Linked DNA regions of Sus scrofa: regions 1, 2, 4 and 5 are each linked to region 3. Evidence: chromatin contacts called from public Hi-C, HiChIP or PLAC-seq and promoter capture Hi-C data. All regions are on one chromosome and are shown on one strand. The core of a region is the stretch at or near the end of the contact, and the rest is flanking DNA. Distances in the headings are between cores, read along the strand shown. Region 1 holds the start of AAMP (angio-associated migratory cell protein). Region 2 holds the start of ZNF142 (zinc finger protein 142). Region 3 holds the start of ZFAND2B (AN1-type zinc finger protein 2B). Region 4 holds the start of TMBIM1 (protein lifeguard 3). Region 5 holds the start of CTDSP1 (carboxy-terminal domain RNA polymerase II polypeptide A small phosphatase 1).

Region 1 (2,700 bases), core at 179-2,678, 900 kb after region 3:
CTCAAAGAGCTCAACTGGCTCTCACCCCAAGCTCCCCAAAGAGAGGATGAGGCCAGGGACCCAAATCTCAATCAAATTAGCTCAATTTACGCCACACAAAACCTACTTGTCTCTCCAATTCCACATACTTTCCCACCTCCCCTGCCCCAGTCCTCTGAGAGGCCCATGCTCACATCCAGCAATTCTGTCTCCACAACCTTGGATTCAGCTCACCACCTGAAACTTGGAGAAGTTTCTGGGTCCCACCCTCCCCTGGTGCCACTCCCCATTGGTGGGCAAAGGGTTAAAACTCACCAGGCTAGTCCCACAGCTTTCATGGGGTTCTTGCCCCTCTTTCTGGGAATGTATTCCAGCTCAGGGGGTAGGGGTTCAGGCTCCTCCTTGCACTCTGGGGAGCTCTGGCTTTGCAGTGCCCGGGTCCTGTTCTGGGAAGCCTTGTTAGCTGTGGCTCCTGAGAGAATCCCTGTGGATGGAGGCAAGGAAAGTCAGTGAGAGAGGATGAGAAGGAATCCCGGGGAGGAGTGGTTGTGATCTGAGGAAGGGGAGTGACTGCGGTCTGGAGTAACAAGTGCCAGGGAGAGTCCAGAGGGAAATGGGAAAATTGCCATCGAGGTGGCACCTTTGAAAGCCACTTCCACGTCACTGCGGGCTCATCACCCCGGTGCCAGGAGAGCGAGCTTCGCTGTTCTTCATTTCAGACGGCAGGATGTGAAGGACTGCAGTGGGGCTCACAAGAGGCGTATGAAGGAAATCCGAGAAAAGGTTTCCAAACTGCAGAATGTTAGTACTGGAAGGGAGCGTAAAGGTAGTCTACTCCATCCCCTCATTTTATAGAAGAGGAAACTGACGCCCCGAGAGACGAACTGCTTCGCCCAAGGTCAAACTGCTAATTATCCGTGGCTAGAACCCAAGCCTTCAGAAGCCCAGGGCTCTTTCCTCTGCACTGCGGTGAGTGTGAAACATCTAGAACGCGGGAGTCTAGAAGGCTTCCTCGGGGCTCCCTTTCGCTCCAAGACTCCAGAGTTACGGTGTAACCGGAAGGCTGAGGGGATGGAGTGGGTGACCTCTAGACAGCATCTTTTAGCCCCCTGACTCTTTAAGATCCTGCAGAGGGGTGCAGGCAGCAAACAACACCCTGACCTTCCGCTATCACTGAGCGAGATGTGAAAAAAAAGGGATCCCCTGCAGTCCTACCCTCCCCAGGGTCCCTCTCCTTACCCCGGAGGACGCGGGCATTTCTCGCCCCCCGGCCCTTCAGCGCCGTAGCAGCTACCACCGCCGCCATGTTCAGATCCCACCCCCCTTCACCGCGCTCCCCGCCGGGAATTGTAGTTTGCGTAAGGGGCCTCCCCCGCTCCTTCCGTCTGTCCTACAGATCAGAAACTACATTTCCCAGAAGCCTGCGGAGCGGACCCAGGAGAACTACTCTTCCCAGGAGACCCCGGAGGCGCGCACGCTCGCTTGTTTCTCTCCTGTTGGGGGCGGAGTCAGGCCGGGCGGAGTTTGGGTTCCCCCGACCACGCCCCGGGCTCTTCTCCCAACTCTGCCCTGTGATTGGTGGTTCAGCGAGTCCACCCCCTTCGCTATTGGTCGAGAGGCCGTCGCTCTCTCTGCCGGGTGGTCGCCTACTCCTACTTCCTCCCGGGAGGAGGGGCTCGAGTTCCGCGTCGTCGCGCAGAGCTGACTCTGGGAGGCGTTTGGGCCCAGAGAAGTGGATCCGCCGCTTGCGCCGCATGGAGTCTGAATCGGAAAGCGGGGCTGCCGCTGACACCCCCCACTGGAGACCCTAAGCTTCCATGGTGATGAAGAGATTATCGAGGTGGTAGAACTGGATCCCGGTCCGCCGGACCCGGGTGAGAGCTGCTGATCCTCAGGCCATGGGACAGGAGGCGCTCACCCCTGGCCTTTGACCCTTGCTTCCCCTCCCTCCCCTTCTCCCCCCACCCCACCGGTCAGTCCCACTGACCTCCTTCGCCCTTCCTCTCTCCCCCAACCCCACACTTAGTTCTCAGGCCTGGCCGGGGTGGGGGTTCCCCTGACGCCTCCTCTGGCCCTTCCCCTCACACACCCCCTTCCCATCATCCCCTCGGTCCTCCCTTCCCACACGGTCGCTGGCCAACCCCAGGTCCTCAGACCTCTCCTGTCCTCCGTCCCACACGCCCCCCCTCCTCCCTGCCGCCTCTTCACCCCTTCTGTCTGACCTCACCTTGCTCTCTTGCCACATGACCCACCCCAGCCTCGGGCCTCCCCACGCTTCGCATCCCACTTACCGCCTGTCGAGCCTCGTCTTTTAACCCTCTCCCCAAAGCAGACGACCTGGCTCAGGAGATGGAAGATGTGGACTTTGAGGAAGAGGAAGAAGAAGAGGGCAATGAGGAGGGCTGGGTTCTGGAACCCCAGGAAGGGGTGGTCGGCAGCATGGAGGGCCCAGACGATAGCGAGGTCACCTTTGCATTGCACTCAGGTAGGTGCCTGAGGAGGTCCGTCATAAACTCGGTCCAGGTGGGCACTTGAGCATCAGGCGTCCCCTGTGTAGGGCACGTTATGAGGGACACAGAGGTGGGAAAATGCTGGCCCTGCCCTGGAGGAGCTCACGGGTAGGGGGGCAGTGCGATGGCATGGAGGAGAGCTTGGCTCTTGGAGTCAGTTGAGACACTTGGGTTCAAATCCTATCCCTGTTGCTTGCCTGTGTATGATCTT
Region 2 (2,700 bases), core at 26-2,525, 540 kb after region 3:
GAAATTCCTCCCCAACCCACCTCACCCCCTGCAGAAGCTGGGAGCAGGAAGGACAGGTCAGCATTACTCTGTGCTTCGATATGCTCCCTTTGCGGGATGGGATTCCAGGCCATGCATCCCATTTTGCCGCTCATTATCCTGTTCGTACCTGTTTCCCACCAGATGTCTCGGTCTGGAGATTCCTTAAACCTGAGAGAACAATATAACTGGCTTCACATCAGGGTAATGGATGGACAGAAATTTGTGGTCCCTGTGACCAGCTAATATAGAAAGGGTCCCGCTAGCCAGAGTTAGTGGGGGACAAAGAAGCTACTCTCTTCGGTCAACCTGTCAGTAACCACCTGCCTTGTTATCATGAGTCATGTCCTTCAAATGCCCTCTCTTTTACATGCTCAACTCCTAATGTCCTGTTTGGCCCCTCATTACCTCCCACCTAAACTGTCTCTTTAAAATTAACTTTAGTTCTTGAAATGGCATCTTAAAGGTCTCCACGTTCTGCTTCACCAAGCTGCAATACAAGGGCCCAGATCTTTCTTCAGAAGGATCTGCTTCAATCCCATTACTTTCCCTACTCCTCCGATAGCTGGCTCTCAACAGGGCCCTGAATTAGGTAAAAACTCCTCTGCCTCCACAACAGGGCACCATCCACCTTTACGGCTTAGCTCCTAATACTCCGTTTAACAAATATGCAAACAATGCCATTCCTCCTTGCCCAAGCAGTTCTCCTGACTCAAAAAGGTTCATTCTAATTTCTTCCTTCCCTCATCTCCAGGTGAAGTCCTACCCATCTGCTACTTCCTCCATGGAGATTTTCCTGAATTCTCCCCAATAAAATGTACCCAGGTCTGATTCTAGACTGTCAGATCCCGAAGGGTAGGAGGTCAAATCGTTTCTAGCACACCTCCCTCGACCCCTGCCACTTGGCTCTGCGCCTGACACGCAGGGCGGTGAATAGACAGCAGTGACCTCGGGTGAGGCTCAGAATAGGATCCAGAATTCCCCCAATTCCTATGCACGGAAGGCCACAAAGCCGTCCTGCCCCCGGTCCTTGTGGACGCCCAGAAGTCCCCTCCGGAACCCCACTACACCCCAGCTCGCGCCGCCAGCAGCGTGGTTTGGAGTAATAGGTCACTCCGCCCCCTTACCGCCATGACTCTCTGGCCCTCCCTCTCGATGGTTTCACCTCCGCGCTCTTGGGGGAAGCGCCTCCAGGCCCCGCCCCCTGAGTTATTTCCCCTACTTCCCGCCACACCCACCAAGAGGGCCAGGCCACTCTGCCCACAACTCTCGATGGTACTCCTGGGGCTTCGCGGCCGAGCGTTGGAGAGCTGAAGGGGGGAAGGATAGAGAGAATCATAGAGTACTCCGCCAGCCGCACAGGAGAAGAGAGAGCGGCCTCCAGTGCCCCAGGTCCTAGAGGCGGCTGGGCCGGAGGCGGTCGCACAAAAGGAGTCCCGGGAGGCCAGCTGCCGGTCAACCATAGAGATGCGGCTCCCGCCCGCCCGGGGCCGGGAGGTAAGCGAGCGAGGGCGGGGCGGGAACTAATCGGGAGAGCAGGCGGAGCGGGCCAGAGGCAAAAGTTTCTCGAGCCCCAGGATGAAGGTGGGCCTGGGCAGTGGGAACGCTCCGGAGAAGTGCTGAAGGGAGCGCGCCGACGAGCGGGACCCCGGGGCATCCCATCAGCCGCCCCAGTGCCTCCGTCGCGTCACTGCTGTGGACCCCGCCTGGTTACTCGCTGCCTCTCCTCAGGACCATAATCTTGATGATGCTCCATCCTAAGCCTTGCAGGTTACAAAACGGCTTTCCCGTTTGCCAGCTCTTGTGACTCCCGCTCCCGCCCAATGATGTGGACGCTGTCATCGCCTCCACTTTACAGATAGGAAAGCTGAGGCCCAGAGAAGCGAAGTGATTGCATCTCCCAAAGACCACGCGGTGAGTCAGAGCCCACAGGCAAGTGGAAACCCGGGTTCCTTGGTCCCCAGGCCGGGTCTCATCCTTTCCTCGGGCCTTCTCTCTGCTCTGATTTGTCATTTCTTTAACTCAGCGCCTCTGCCCCAAAGAAGGTCATTTCTTCTCTTGTGCCCGTCGGTGTCCCACTTCACTCCGCCTTCCAGCGGCAGAAGGGTCTCAGTCGAGACTACCTCCTCCTTGGCTCCCCCTCTAAGGCAAATACACCACCCATGCTGGAAGATTCCTGATATTCAGTAAGTGGAGGTTGTGGTTTCCAGAGAATCCCTTGAGGGCAGAAGTGCACTGCCCCACCAGCTTCTGAATTTGGGTGATCGGGCTTTGAGTTGCAGAATTCTCACCTGTAACCTGGTTTCCTAGCCCTAGGCCCTTGCTCGACCTCCATGACTCAGTTTCATAAAGTGATTACCATCTTATTGTTCTTATTGTCAGTCTTACTGATTACTCATTACTCCGCTTCAACTGATTTTACCCATGTGTAAGAGGACATGCAATTTAGTTGACATTCATTTCTCAGATGGGTCCCAGTGTTCAACATGAGGCCGTAGTCAATGAGCTAGAAATTTCTGCAGGTGTGCTACTTTATACGTAAGGAATCACTGGCTTGGTACTTGGTAGATACCTAGCTTTACTTTGATGCATCCCTGTGTTTACAGTTCATCCATCACTTAGAATCCCCTTATTTGTCTGGATTGCATTAGACTGTTGGTAGCTGAGTTCAGTGAAGTGGTA
Region 3 (2,700 bases), core at 135-2,634:
TAATGACAGAGGCTGAGTCAGTTCCAAAAGGAGAGGATGTTCCCAGACCAAAGGCAGGCAGAGAAGACTCAGTTGCGATTACCCTGCCCTACTAGTTGGGTGCCCGTGCCCCTCCCCAGAGCAATCATGGTCCAGTGGGTGACGGTGCTTGATGCAAAAGTTTCGGCCACAGCGTTCACAGGTCAGTTTCATCATTTCCCGCTGCCGGCAGCCAGAGCGTTCACATCTATTGGTGAAGATCTGAGGTGGGTAGGAAGGATTGTCTATGCTGAGACTCTGATCCTCCTTCAACCCCATCCTAAGAGTCGTTCAAGTTTCTAGGCATCTGTAGGCCCAGCTGACCCTCCAACACTTACCTTACGTTTTTGCTGAGCTGGATCAGAGCGACAGTCTCGGTCAATGTGCTCCCCAACAGCACGGTCAGGGGGCTCTCCTCTGGCCACAGGTACAGGCACGTTACAAAGTGGGCATACAGGTACCTGGATGTCCTAGAGTTAGGGAGAAAGAGTCAGTCTGTGGCTTACTACCAGTGCAGCCAAATCCCCAGTCCTGAAAGAACCTGGATATGCCCCCCATCAATACAAAAGGAAATACGACGTTCCCCGCACTGAGCCTCAGAAAGGAGAGGAAATGGAAGGCAGAGGGATTAAGGAGATTCTGTAGGCATCCTCAACCCCCCCACCCCCTTTCACTCTCAGACCGCCCCTCTCCCTCAGACCGCCCCCTCACCTTTTGGTAAGCGGATGCACAGTGATGCTGGGCATAGGCCACATGGTCTGCGCAGAAAATGCCCGAGCAGGCGTCACACTTAAGCGGCAGAAAATCTGCAGGAAGTGGGTCGGGTTGCAGGTCCAGCGGGACCTCGATGTCGTTCCCGCTCACTCAAGCCTTCCACCCGGGGAGGGAAAACGCTACGGTACTTGGCAACGCACTGCAACCCAGTCCACAGCCTCCTTAGCCACGCCCCCAACTCCGAGCCACGCCCTCTGGCACTTCTGGCCCTGGAGCTCACCCTTTCCGCAGTTTCTAGCCCCTCTGCCCGCCCCGCCCCCCGCAGGCTCCGCCCCTCACCCCCTCACCCAAGCGCTGACAGCTCGGCTCCGAACAGTGAGCCCCCAGGTCCGGAAACTCCATCGCCGGGCCGGGCGGGGCTGCTCGGGTGGAAAGGAGAGAGAGGCTGAGCAACTCTCGGGCTCCCCTTCCGGGTCCGAACCGCGAGCCCCACTCTTAGGTGGGGGGCTCCCTGTCCCGCCCCTTCCTCTCCCCCGCCCAGCCCGGGTTACCGGAGCCTCAGCACCTCCCGGGCCGCAGCTCCCACTCCTCCCCTGGCGCGAGCGGGCGTGCTGACGTCATCGCGCAGGGCGGGCACGACCAGCTCAGCCTCCCGGGGGGCGGGGGAGCGTCCCGTAGAGCAGATCCCCGCCCCACTGGGCTCCCTCCCCCGGGCAGGGAGCTGGATAGTTGGTCTTGGACGTTCTAGTGGGTGGCCCGGCATGAGTTGGCGACCCAGGGCGCGGGTCTGGCTCCACTAGGGGAGAAGGGGCCGGCGAAGGCTAGGACGCTTGACATTCTGGAGGGCTGGGGTAGTTTGGGGTCTTTCACGGTTGGGTCTTTCACGATTGGGTCCTTCACCTGCTGTTTACACCTTCCCCATAGCCATTTGGTTCAGGGCCACTGCTGTACTTATTCAACTCGAGCTGACGACTTCCTGTTTCTCTGAAGTACAGATTTTCTTTCCAGAGCTGTAGCTCCTCCAGGTTTAGTTTCTTCCTTTCTTTTTTGGGGGGTGGGAGAAGGCGCACCTGTGGGTTATGGAAGTTCCCAGTCCAGGGGGTCAAATGGGAGCTGCAGCTGCCGGCTTATGCCAAGAGCAACGCCAGGTCCGAATTTGAGACCTACCACACAGCTTGGGGCAACCCGGATCCTTAACCCACTGAGCAAGGCTAGGGATCCAACCTGCATCCTTATGGATACTAGTGGGGCTCTTAACCCACTGAGACACAATGGGAACTCCCTCCAGGTTTAGTTTCCATGCCTTTCCTGTACGATTTCTATGATTCTCCCCAGTTTGAGCTAAGCTCATCTCTTTTGTGGTCTCCCTGGTTCTGTTCTAGCACCACCCTACCACCTTACTGTGATCAGCTGTTCCCTCACTTCCCCACCACCTCAATAAATATACTGGGAAGTTAGGGACCAAGTACCTTGCATTGTGTTAGACCCCAGCACCCAGCACAGTCCCTGGAACTGTGTGGTTTTCAGACATCAACGTAAATCTGAGTCACCTACAGAACTAGTTTAAAATACCAATTTATCTGAGTTCCCTGGTGGCTCAGTGGAACCCAGCCTTGTCACTCCTGTGGCTCGGGTCACTGCTGTGGTCTGGGTTCTGTCCCCGATTGGGAACTTCTCCATGCCATGTGTGGTCACAATAAAATTAAAAAGTAGGAGTTCCCATCGTGGCACAGCAGAAACGAATCTGACTAGGAACCATGAGGTTTCAGGTTCCATCCCTGGCCTCGCTTAGTGGATTAAGGATCTGGCATTGCCGTGAGCTGTGATGTAAGTCGAAGCCACTGCTCGGATCTATCGTGGCTGTGGCTGTGGTGTAGGCCCACAGCTGTAGCTCCAATTGGACCCCCTAGCCTGGGAACCTCCATATGCCGTGGGAGTGGCCCAAGAAATGGCAAAAAGACAAAAAAA
Region 4 (2,700 bases), core at 38-2,537, 880 kb after region 3:
GTGGTGCAGCGGAAAGGAATCTGACTAGGAACCATGAGGTTGTGGGTTTGATCCCTGGCTTCACTCAGTGGGTTAAGGATCCCGTGTTGCCATTAGCTGTGGTGTAGGTCACAGACAACAGCTCAGATCTGGCTTCAATTAGACCCCTAGACTGGGAACCTCCATATGCTGCAGGAGCAGCCCTAAAAAGGCAAAAGACAAAAAAAAAAAAAAAAAAAAAAGAAGAAAAAAGAAAAAGAGAAAGAAAGAAAGGAAAAGTGCTTACTGATGGGTTTGGAATCAGGAAATGCTCAGGTGGTCCTGGTTGTCTAGCTATGTTTTGTCAGGTCACCACCGACTGCCATTCAAAAAGAAAAAGTGTCAACAGGCTGTGAATGACATTTAGTGACAGTGTGATCTGTAGCTACCAGCCTGAGAAAAGCACCTTAAATAAAGCTGTTCATCTACTGGAAGCCTTGGCGTAATGGAAAAAAAACATGGACTTTGGAACTATGTAAACTCGGCAATGTTTCAAAACTTCCCAGAACTTACTTCCTTATCGGCAACATGGAACGACCAAGTACATCCTGCCATTAGTGGCTGGGAGGGTGGAGAAAGCTCCCAACCCAACGTTGTGCACTGAGAGAAGTTATCCACATCCCAGGATTTCTGACCCTAAATCACCTGCTTTCCTGGTTGAAGAAACTTCAGGCAGGCAATGCCATGGTTCCCAGGGCCAGAGAATCTAAGTTCCGTCCATCTCTACATTTGGACATTTGAAGTTTTTATACTTGAAAAGCACATTTGGCTTAAAAACATGAAATTGTCAACAATGTTCATCATGATTTATGTCTAATAATGAGAAAATGGGAAACAACTTAAATGTCCTTAAAAGTAGGAAACCGATTTTATAAATGGGCATAACTATGTGATAGAATACTTTGAGGCGTTAAAACTATGCTTCTGAAGAATACTTAGTGACAAGAAAAATGTTCATGATAAAATGTGAAATAAAAGATAAGCAACAAAGATTGTGCAATAGGACCCCACTCCAGAAAAACAAGTGATACACAGAGCTATATAAGCAAAGAAACACTAAAATGCAAGCGCTTGCCGCTGGCATTCAGGAGGAGTGGAACAAAATCAACTATACTTTAAGAAAATGCATTTTTGTGTTTTGAATTTCCAACAAGGATCATATGCTGCCTTAAAATGCGAAACCTCTAAAGTTCTTGCGGGGAGGAGCACGACCCGGGAGGACGCAGGCGGGACCCGGGGCGGACCCCAGCGCCCCCTGGCGGCACCCCGAGGCCACGCCCCAGGGGCCGGCGCGTCGGGGCGGGGCGCGGAGACCCAGCCCAGCCCAGGCCTGCGCGGGTGGTGCCGGACTCGCGACGCCGGGAGGTCGGGAACGCACAGTCGAGAGCGGTAGGCAAGCCAGGGGGCTCGGGACCGGCGGGAATGGGGCACCGCGGGCCGGCGGGGAGCGGGCCGGGGCTGAGGCGGCCCTGGGACGGGGCCCCAAACTTTCTCGGAGTGCGTGGAGGGCGGGAGTGGGGCTCTGTCGCCCTCACCTTTGGCGTTTCGATTTCCCTGTGCGTCCCGGGCGGGCGAGTGACGCCTGCTTAGCTTGGGGAGCCGAGCTGCGGGTTGTGCGCACAGGTGATCGTGGCCGGGGTCTGAGGGTGTCCTGTCCCCCGCTTCTTGGCGCGTGTCTATCGCAGGGCGTGGCCACCGCGCCAGCCCCAGGGTGGCCAGCTGTGCGCGGGATAAAGGCTCTCTGGGCCCTGGGCTGGTGAGAGGGGGAGGGGAGGCCGCCCAGGGCCCCTGCCCCGGCCTCTGCTTGGCTCTGCCCGCCCCCGGTGCCAGCTGTGGTGTCCACTGGTGACCGAGTATTTGAGTGCGTGGGGAACCGGGTGGAAGTGAAAGCCGTGAGCAGCCCACATCCTTGGCGTGAGGAAGACGCCACCTCTGTCAGGACGACTTTGCCTCAGCCGGCCCACTTCTAACCTCCGCCCCCAAGCTGGGTTCACAAAGTACTATCTTCCTCGTGGCCTCTTTGGGTTGGAGCAAAACAAACAGGAAAAGAGAGGGGAAAACGGTGGAGCCAGGGGACAGTGGCAGGAAAAGTAGAGGAGGGCTGCTGGGAAGCTGGGCCCCAATCTTGTGGGTTCTGCACCAGCTTCTGTTCTCTGGGGCACCATCCCCTCTCCGGCCAGGGTGGCCTCTGTGTGGTATCCAGGGATTGGAGTTCCTCCTGAGAAACCTGGACATGGGATGGGGAGGGATGGGTAGCCTGGGAACCAGGGTCAGAGCCAGATGTCATGGAAGGTCCCTGGGGTGTCCAGTTCTCGGGGCTCTGAAATATTCATCTCACTGGTGAGCTTTGGTTTCAGTGCTGGCGCCTTTGGCTTGGCCAGTGGTGGCAGGAGAGCCAGGCCCTTCCTTGAGGCTAATATGTCTGAGGCAAGGGGGCAGCCATACTTCCTCCTCACCTGCCTGCTCTCTTGGTCTCTCCAACCATGAGGACCCAGAGACCCGGTTTATAACTTAGAAAGAAGTAGTGGGACCACACAGGGTCAAGGGCCCTGACTTCCTGCCTTCTTGTGCTATGACCTCAGGGCCTCACCTGTAAAAACAGCACGTCAGAGAGGTAATGACAGGGGTGCACCTTAAGTCTGGAGAGAACCTCATATCCTGAGCTGGGTAATAGCCACCTTA
Region 5 (2,700 bases), core at 23-2,522, 790 kb after region 3:
CCGCACGGACCTCCAACCATGATCCGCCCACCCTCCAAGCGCCCCTCCACCCGGGCCCCCTGCCCCTGAGGGGTGCGAGGCCCCCCAGAGGTGGCAGGATCTTCCTAGCCTCTGAAGTCATCACCCGGACAGGGAGGAGCAGACCCCTCAGCTCAGACCCGTCAGCCCTGGGAAGCCCGGCCGAGATGGGCGGCTTCCCGGGTCGGTAGTGTGGGCATAGGCCTGGCGCCCACCGGCCTGAAGCCGGGGCACCGCGTGCACTGTCACGACGCTCGGGTCTCCCGGCGGGCGCGCTGGGGACCCTTAGAAGTGGTTACCCCTCTCTGGAGCCTCTGAGAGGCTCGGCGCCTCCACGCGGGGCGCGCAAGTTTGTGGGGAACGTGGCTGTGTGTTGGCGGGAGATGCAACCCACCCCAGTCCGCTGTCACCTCCGCGCCCCCTCCCGCCACCCGACTAGACCGCGGCCCAGAGGGGGCGGAGTCTCAGCTGGTGGCCTGAAGGCGCCCTCTTTTACCCCCCCCATCTCCCAGTCCCATTGGCGCCAACGCGGGGGTGGGGGGGGGGCGACTCTCCGGCACGGTGCACAGCCAGTCTAGGAGACCCGGAGGGCTCCCCTTCTCTACCCCTTCCTCAGTTTCCCCGACTAGAACAGACAGGAGTGCCCCAAAGGCGCCAGGCCCCGCCCCGCGCCTCAGAGCCTCCGCAAGTTCAAACACTCATCCCGCTCCCCCTCGGGTTGGAAGCTTCGGCCCCCGCCGAGGCGGGCGGCCGGGGTGGCGGTGGCGGCTGCCCGGGAAGGTCCCGGGCCCCTCCTTCCTGCGGTGCCCGGGCTGCAGCCCCCTCCGCGCGCCCCAGTACCTTTGCCCCGTAGCGGACTCCGCGCTTCCTCCTTGGTGATCTGAGTAATGACGGCCGAGCTGTCCATGGGGCCGGGCGCGCTCCGCTCCGGCCGGACTCTGGCCCGGGCGCCCGGCCTCCCCCCCGGCTCGGGCCGGAATCGGGGCGCGGGGGGGAGGGGAGGGGTGGGAGGGAGGGATCCCCGCGAGCTTCGGAGGGGAGGGGAGCCAGGTTCTAAGGGGGAGGGGGAGGGAGGGGGCGCGGAGGAAACTTTGTTACAACATGGAGTTTCCTCCCCGCGAGGCGGATGCAAACATGGAACCCGGGCGCCGTTTCAAGGCTCCCCCTTAAAAGGGCAACGGCTTCGGCGTGACCTGGACTCTGCTCGGGCTTTCAACACTTCAGGGGCCGGCGCGGCTCCGCGGGCTGGGAGGCGGGCCCGGCCGGGTTCCTGCCGCGCTCCAGGGGGCGTCGCCTCCCTTCCTGCCTCCCGCCCGCCCGCGGGGCCAAGCCTCTGCGGCTGCGTGGCAGGACCGGCAGCCGGCCCACAGTTCCCCGACTCTTGGCTGCCGGGGGCCAGGCCCCGCCCCCGCCCTGCCCTACCCTACCCTAGCCTACCCAATCGCCCACGCCCAGGAGTGCCCTAGGGCGGTGCGGCTCCTCCCCTGCACTCTCCGAGGGTCGCGGGCTGACAGCTTCTCGGTTTCCTCTTCTGGGAAATGGGAATTACACCATCTGGTCTATAAAGTGGGTCTTCTCTCCGACGGTCGTAAGGCTTATTTCGCAGGGATGTCGTGAGCGTGTAAAGGCTCTTTGCTACCTTCAGACGGCTGTGCAGATCCACACAGTTAAGCTCTTAACTGGGCTGTGACCGCGACTCACCGCAGTCTCTGGCTCCTTCCCCTAAACCCAGAGCTGTAGGGCGTGAAAATGCCAACTGCCTGCCCCGGGATTCCCTCAGCCGCCCCGCCACGTCCACTCCCCGTGCGCACTCCAGCTACCTGACTTTCCCGCCCGGAGCCAAGCGCCTCCACGCGCTTCAGGGCCTTTGTGCGTGCTGTTCCCTCTACGTGAAATGCACTTCCTCCCTCTCCGCATAGCCAAATCCCACGGACCTCGAAGAGGAAATGACACTCTCTCCAAGAGGCCTTCCTAGGTCCTCTACTCCCCAGCCGGCCACTCTGTGACTATTGAGGAAGGGGAAAATCGGACGGCGGCCCCCACGCATTGGTCAACCGTGGACTCAAGCCCTGCAGGCTCAATGCCTGACTATGGGCATCACAGTCATCAATTGTTTGGAGGACCTTGAACACACGTTCCGCCTGGGTCTGTGCAGACAGACCGGCAGGCGCGGGGCCAGCGTTTCCACGCAGATTCTTTACAAAGGAAACTCCCGTGTGGTGCGTGGTTAGGTCTGAGGGTGGTCTATCTTCTTTCTTTCTTTCTTTCTTTCTTTCTTTCTTTCTTTCTTTCTTTCTTTCTTTCTTTCTTTCTTTCTTTCTTTCTTTCTTTCTTTTTCTTTCTTTCTTTCTTTTCTTGTTTATTAAGATCCTTGCATTTGTCGTTATTACTTTTTGTTCACATTTTAAAAATACTAATATCGCCAAGCCTTGACAAACACGCCTCAGCACTTCCTTCCCCCGCGGGCCGCGGGGCGGGGCGGGGCAGGGCGGGCGCGTCCTGTCCCGTCCGGCCGCGGGGTGCGAGCGCGGCGCACGTCCTCCAGGCCCGGAGAAGGGGGGTGCGGAGGGGGCAGAGGCCCCGCGCGAGGGGCAGGACACGAGGGGAGCGGCGCTCGCCCGGAGACGTGCCAGCTTCGGGCTTGGGGACCAGGGCGAAGAAGACGTGGTCACGGGCTGTGAG

The links. Promoter capture Hi-C pulls out the DNA fragments that hold promoters and counts their contacts. Hi-C and Micro-C count contacts between places; a contact is called where the count stands out from the background. HiChIP or PLAC-seq counts read pairs in DNA pulled down with a chosen protein or histone mark.
Region 1: a contact with region 3 is called in a Hi-C map of liver, with 4 times the contacts expected there. The contact joins the promoter of AAMP here to the promoter of ZFAND2B in region 3. A contact is called at or near these places in 1 of 5 promoter capture datasets (fetal liver), 1 of 47 Hi-C or Micro-C datasets (liver) and 1 of 2 datasets of contacts at active chromatin or transcription factors (alveolar macrophages).
Region 2: a contact with region 3 is called in a Hi-C map of liver, with 3 times the contacts expected there. The contact joins the promoter of ZNF142 here to the promoter of ZFAND2B in region 3. A contact is called at or near these places in 1 of 5 promoter capture datasets (liver) and 1 of 47 Hi-C or Micro-C datasets (liver).
Region 4: an H3K27ac HiChIP or PLAC-seq map of alveolar macrophages shows a contact between it and region 3. The contact joins the promoter of TMBIM1 here to the promoter of ZFAND2B in region 3. A contact is called at or near these places in 1 of 5 promoter capture datasets (fetal liver) and 1 of 2 datasets of contacts at active chromatin or transcription factors (alveolar macrophages).
Region 5: a promoter capture Hi-C map of fetal liver shows a contact between it and region 3, with 3 times the contacts expected there. The contact joins the promoter of CTDSP1 here to the promoter of ZFAND2B in region 3. A contact is called at or near these places in 2 of 5 promoter capture datasets (fetal liver and liver) and 1 of 2 datasets of contacts at active chromatin or transcription factors (alveolar macrophages).

The regions. Positions count from the first base shown.
Region 1 is chr15:120,344,179-120,346,878 of Sscrofa11.1, reverse strand. AAMP (angio-associated migratory cell protein) reads left to right here and starts at 1,428. Exons shown (of 12, transcript XM_021076200.1): 1 at 1,428-1,767; 2 at 1,770-1,853; 3 at 2,312-2,464. The coding sequence starts at 1,734. PNKD (probable hydrolase PNKD) reads right to left here and starts at 1,338. Exons shown (of 10, transcript XM_021076195.1): 1 at 1,219-1,338; 2 at 295-463. The coding sequence starts at 1,285.
Region 2 is chr15:120,706,318-120,709,017 of Sscrofa11.1, reverse strand. It overlaps ZNF142 (zinc finger protein 142), which reads left to right and starts at 1,275. Exons shown (of 10, transcript XM_021076481.1): 1 at 1,275-1,515; 2 at 1,781-1,932. It overlaps BCS1L (BCS1-like (S. cerevisiae)), which reads right to left and starts at 1,193. Exons shown (of 9, transcript NM_001243676.1): 1 at 1,146-1,193; 2 at 149-189.
Region 3 is chr15:121,241,800-121,244,499 of Sscrofa11.1, reverse strand. It overlaps ZFAND2B (AN1-type zinc finger protein 2B), which reads right to left and starts at 1,384. Exons shown (of 10, transcript XM_001927706.4): 1 at 1,284-1,384; 2 at 1,080-1,151; 3 at 730-824; 4 at 357-488; 5 at 83-240. The coding sequence starts at 1,134.
Region 4 is chr15:120,363,642-120,366,341 of Sscrofa11.1, reverse strand. It overlaps TMBIM1 (protein lifeguard 3), which reads left to right and starts at 1,287. Exons shown (of 12, transcript XM_021076202.1): 1 at 1,287-1,407. The region is part of intron 2 of PNKD (probable hydrolase PNKD); the gene reads right to left.
Region 5 is chr15:120,449,221-120,451,920 of Sscrofa11.1, reverse strand. CTDSP1 (carboxy-terminal domain RNA polymerase II polypeptide A small phosphatase 1) reads right to left here and starts at 1,272. Exons shown (of 6, transcript XM_021076473.1): 1 at 859-1,272. The coding sequence starts at 925.